Regions from separate parts of the Sus scrofa genome. Here region 2 is linked to region 1. The links are chromatin contacts, called in public HiChIP or PLAC-seq maps. All regions are on one chromosome and are shown on one strand. Each heading gives the region's core, a stretch centred on a gene start, on an enhancer-like site or on the middle of the called end of the contact. The rest is flanking DNA. Distances are from core to core; before and after follow the strand shown. Region 1 overlaps GNAQ (G protein subunit alpha q). Region 2 has its middle 74 kb from the start of GNAQ.

Region 1 (2,700 bases), core at 56-2,555:
AGCAGTTCAGACGTGCATGATATTTATAGGTTGATTGAAAGAAACTGAAAAGGGGCTTAAGTGTTCCTAGAGCAAGTTATTGGACTCTTGGAAGTTGAAAAAATAATTGATATGCCAATGGGAGATTTGTGTGCAGTTAATGAAATTGGAGAACATTTGTGTCACTCACGAACTTACAAAACTGGTGGACGCCAAAAGTGCAGTTTTGGTTTATATGGTCCTTATACAAGGTGATATCCAAGATGTAGTGAGAGCTCTATGGTGATAGCTGATGGCTTTGTAGTAGTGGTAGAAAATATTGTAGTATTTTCTATGCTGCTCAGAATTGGAGACCTGAGCCTGTAAGAGCAGATGCTAGGCTATTAAGAGATACAGATGTGAAAGTCATATTAGCAGTTCTCTTTCTAATAGGAAGTATTTATGAGTCGCGGAGGAGGCAGAAAGTGAAGAAAATGGCTTGGTGGTATGGGAGTAATTGTGGAAATATGGGGAAGAGGTTTTTAGCCTGGTAGAAAGTTGATTATTTGCAGAACAGGTGAAGGGTAAATATTAGGGCAGCCAGAAATGAGAGAAATCATTACATGATCATAGGTCCTTGAGGTGGTTCCTCAGCTTGGTTAAATAAATAAATAAATAAATAAGAGATGTAATTTGTAGTTCTTGGGATAGATGCTCATCTGTGAGAAGACAGTTGTTACAAATTTTTGGTATGTTTATATTTTAATAGAGCAGAGCTTAACCTGAAGGTTCCATTTCACTGGAGTAATTTCATGGAGTCTTTGCCTTTCGAAAATCTCATCAATTCCAGTTGGTACCTGAACTTTTAATATGAGCTCAATCCTTTAATTTAAGGCTTTGATCCTCAGTAAATGACACAAGCTCCAAGTTGAGATAACAAGCCGTTATCAGTGTAAATGAAAGCCATAGAGCAGACTTTGACAAGGCACAGTGAAGGCAAACTTGAAGAAACATTAGGGTGAGATTGGATAGGCCTCATGGGATGGAGAATAGTGATGACTCAGAGAATTTTGGAGCCAGAGAGGATTTCAGTTTCCCTTCTCATTTTACAGATAAGGAAACTTGAAGCTCGGAAATGTGAAGGGGAAATGAGGCCACCATCTCCTAATATGAGTTCTTTCCTTAGAGAGTTTATTAGTTAGGGGAAAGCTCTGCTGCTATAACAAAGCATCCTGAAAATATAGGGGTTTAAAGAATAGACTTAATTTCTTTTTTAAGGAAGCACTCCAGTTCAGCCAGGCAGTTCTGCTGCTTGTGGCCGTCAGGAGCCAGGGTTGCTAGGGCACTGTTATCATGTGAGCAATTGAAGCTAGGTCACTGTCCCGTTAGGTTTCAGTCCATGGGAGGTTGAAGACAGCATGTGGAGTTATATCTGCTGTCTGAGACCAAACCCAGCGTGGGCACACATCACTTTTACTCATGTTCCATTTATAAGAATTTAGTCAGATGGCCACATAAAACTTCAGGAGTCCCTTGGGCATGGAGTCTGACTGGGAAGTCGTGTCTCTGGCTACAATTCTCTTGTTGTAGGAGGAGGGAGAAACCCATTTGGATGGACTGTGGATGATCTCTGCCATAGGGGCACTCTAGACCCCTGATTCAGCAGTTTTGGCTTTCAGAAATCCACAACTATTCCACGTAGTTTCTATCCAGATTGAAATGTATCTTTGAAGTAAGTTTCCCAATCTACCACATGTGGCAGGTTTTGGAACCATCTTTCCTATTAATGAGTCCTGTAGATTCACATATCCTGTGCAGGACACTTATATAGCAAAAGGCATCACTTGCCTGTTATTGGTCATAACATGTCCACTGCCCAGGACCACATGGTATCTGCCATCAAGGTCCTGTTATGTCCAGGCCTAGGAGGATGATTAGGGCAGAACAAGGAAATTCTGCAGCTCAGGACTCTTTTTTTTTTTTTTTTTTTTAACTGAGGTCATTAAAATTAAAGAGCTGTCATGATTTAGAAACTTGTTATGAATGTTAAGTGACATAGTTCATGTAAAATACCTATCTATTTTGTCAAGAAATACTTACGGAGTGTTCCAGAAACTGGGCTTGATGCTTGGGGTGCTATAGTCTACAAGATGCTGCCTGATCTTTAAGCTCCCAGCTCAGTAGATGAGACACTCACGTAAATGGGCAATGATGGTGCAGAGTATCACACAGCACTTCCATAGCAGTACCTGCAGGTGATGTGGGAGCAGAAACAAAAGGCACCCAACCCTGGGTTGGAGGGACCCAGTTCTTGGGACGAGTGCTTGGCTGACACCTAACAACAGGAGTTAGTCAGGAAAGAGACACTAGGATTTTGAATAGCCCTTTTTTAATTTGGCCTCCCCACACTCCTCTAGTGTTATTTCTCAAAACGCCACTCATCAGGCTCGCAAGGAAAAGACGAAGATATTATTTTTTTCTTCACCTCGGCATCGTGAAGTCAATCCCACACACACACAGAGGAAAGTGATTTGATAAAGATAACACCAGCACAGGAGTGTTCTGGGAGACCTTGCTTTTACTGTTCCAAACTGGGACATTATGGCAGCATTTAGTATACACAGAGTAATTTAACATTCTTAAATAGCTCAGTGGCTCATGAACATTTCAGTTAATTCAGATGTATTGGTTTTTTAAGGGCACATATCCATTGCCTTTTCCTGTCATTCATATTATGTATGC
Region 2 (2,708 bases), core at 192-2,691, 340 kb before region 1:
CTGTTTGGTATAGTCTCCTGAATGGCATGTATGGGAACGGCGGGGGGCGGTGCTGTAATAATCCAGGTGAGAGATGATGAGGACTCAAACATTGGTGGAGGCTGTAGGGGTGGAGGGGAGTGGTGTGCATGAGAGGAGTAGGTAGGAGACCAAGGTTTCTGGTATGAGCAGTTGGAAGGATGGCATCTCATCAACTGTATAGGGAAAACCTGGTAGGGGATAGGTCTGTAGGAGAAGATGAGAACCTCACTCCTAGGCATGTTAAATTTGAGACATCCAAGTGGACATGCCCAGTAGGGAGCTGCATATATGAATCTACGTTTCAGGAGAGAGTTTGGTCACAAGATAGACATTTGGGAGTCATTGTCACTCAGAAAGTTGGTACAGGAGTTCCCATGGAGGTGCAGCGGAAACGAATCCAACTAGAAACCATGAGGTTGAGGGTTCAATCCCTGGCGCCTTGCTCAGTGGGTTAGGGATCCAGCGTTGTGGTGAGCTGTGGTGTAGGTCGCAGACGCAGCTCGGATCTGGTGTTGCTGGGGCTGTGGCTCTGGCGTAGGCTGGCAGCTACAGCTCCAATTCTACCCCTGGCTTGGGAACCTCCATGTGCCTCAGGTGCGGTCCTAGAAAAGACAGAAAAAAAAAAGAAGGAAAGAAAGTTGCTACAGGAAAAGAAGAAAACCAAGGACTGATCCCTGGGGTGCTCCAAAATTAATAGGTCTTGGAGAATGGGAGGACTGAAATGACAACTAAGGAGGAAGAACCAGTGAAATGGTAGCAAATGTGAAAGCGTACGATATCCTGGAAGCCAAGAGAAGAAATTATATTGAGGGAGACCGCATGATCAACCACAGCACTGGATTTACAGGTGAATTTCCTCCCCCGTAGAAAGCGGATATATCACCTGCCTCCTGGACTTAAATGAAATCATTCATGTGAGTGGCCACTCACAATGCCTGAGGCCAATAAAGGCTCAAAAATACTACCTATTATATTTGTTTCTGACACCTCTGAAAATCTAAAAGCTACTCTAAATCTCTAAAGCTATTCATTGTCCAAGCTAACCCCTAGGGGGCACACAAGACCTTATCTTGTCTCTGTTAATGTTCTTCCCATAAAGGAGGTGTCGTAGATGTAGAACCACACGGACTCCTAATGCCGACCGAACCGCTTGTACTAAAGGCGGAAAAATCCAATGCAGTGGGCATCAGACTTCAGTGTGGATACGAAATCCACAGTGGGCCCAGCCACTAGAGATTCTAATTAAGTATATTGAGAGGGGATCTGGGCCTCTGCAGCTTCTCTGTGCCAGGTGATTTCAATGTATGTATTCCCACACTGCTGCAGTGTGGGAGAAATGAAAGGTAATAATAACTGGCTTGTAGCAAATATGCACTTCCTCTCTTCTTGGGACCTTGGAATGACTTTTGCTTCTCTTTTTTACTTTCTCTTCCCTGCAGCCAATGAGGTGAGCCAACCCTGGGCTTCCTTTAGGCTGGGAGGTCCCCATTACCACCAGAGTGGTTCTCCAGAAAGCACACTGGGGTGGGGGGTGGCTTGGGCCAGCGTTTAGTCTGTGCCATAAGAGGACACAATGCAGTGCCTCCTGTTTCCTCATCCAAATCTGGCACCTGGATTTGGGGTGGGGGTGGGAGTGAGGGGGCCTGCCCAGTGTTTAAATAAAATTTAAATTTATTTCCCACATTTAAAACTAAGATTCTGCATACAAATCCAGGTTTCCTGATTCTCCAGGACAGTAAGATTTGAAACCTCGTCCCCCATTCGCACGTAGCAAAGTTGCTTCCCTAAGAATATGGGTACTAGAGTTTGCTGGTGACCTAGTGGTTAAAGATCTGGCACTTGTCACTGCTGTGACACAGATTCGATCTGTGCCCAGGAACCTCCTCATGCCAATTGGCACACAAAAGGGAGGGGGGGCTTTGTAAATTGCCACAATCTCTTTCATTCCTTGCTATCCCCCTAAAATCATGTCAGTTACCATCTGTCATCATACTTATATTTTCCTCACAGTTAAAGAAAAATTTTTCTCTAGAAAATAAAGATACAACAAGAGCGTCTAGTATTTTGAGCATAAATTTTCTTACACCAGCCTCTTTCTCTCACTTATATTACGTGACTGGCTTCTCTAGGCATTTAAGCTTGCTATCCTGCCTACCTCATAATCCAGTGATGAAAAAATTGTTCTTATGTTAAAAAATGGTCTGGAATACTATTCACCATAAAAAAGGAGTGAGCTACTAACATGCACACTCTTTGAATTTCAAAAATTAGAGTGAGCAAAAGAAATCAGATATAAAAGCATGATAATGTATAATTCCTCCATGTGAAATTCTAGAAAAGGCAAAACTAATCTATAGTAACAAAAAGCAAAGCTGCATTTTCCTGGGAGCAGAGATTGGCTGCAATAGGTATGTTTTGGCATGACGAAAATGATCTGTTATCTCAATTATAAGGGTGCTTACATACGGAAATACACATTTGTTAAAATGCATCAAGTTGTACATATTAAATTGCGTGCATTTTATCACATACAAATTATACTACCAAAGTTGATTTTTTTAATTTACCTACTTGAGTTGCCAGAGGATAGAGATGAAATTAAGTAGGCACTTTCCTAGGGATTTCTTTTTTTTTACTTTTTACATCCTTGTCTACCATAGTAGACGGAAGGACAGGATTTAGGACTT

What was found. HiChIP or PLAC-seq counts read pairs in DNA pulled down with a chosen protein or histone mark.
Region 2: an H3K27ac HiChIP or PLAC-seq map of alveolar macrophages shows a contact between it and region 1. The contact joins two enhancer-like sites. A contact is called at or near these places in 1 of 47 Hi-C or Micro-C datasets (embryonic fibroblasts) and 1 of 2 datasets of contacts at active chromatin or transcription factors (alveolar macrophages).

The regions. Positions count from the first base shown.
Region 1 is chr1:230,635,531-230,638,230 of Sscrofa11.1, reverse strand. All of the region lies in intron 5 of GNAQ (G protein subunit alpha q), which reads left to right. Among named protein-coding and RNA genes, the nearest start is that of GNA14, 92 kb to the right of the region's middle. Within about 2 kb of position 1,305, at least 4 of the 83 cell types and tissues checked have an H3K27ac peak or open chromatin away from gene starts, as enhancers often do. A contact at or near this core is called in alveolar macrophages, where this site is marked.
Region 2 is chr1:230,979,559-230,982,266 of Sscrofa11.1, reverse strand. No RefSeq gene overlaps it. Among named protein-coding and RNA genes, the nearest start is that of GNAQ, 74 kb to the right of the region's middle. Within about 2 kb of position 1,441, at least 10 of the 83 cell types and tissues checked have an H3K27ac peak or open chromatin away from gene starts, as enhancers often do. A contact at or near this core is called in alveolar macrophages, where this site is marked.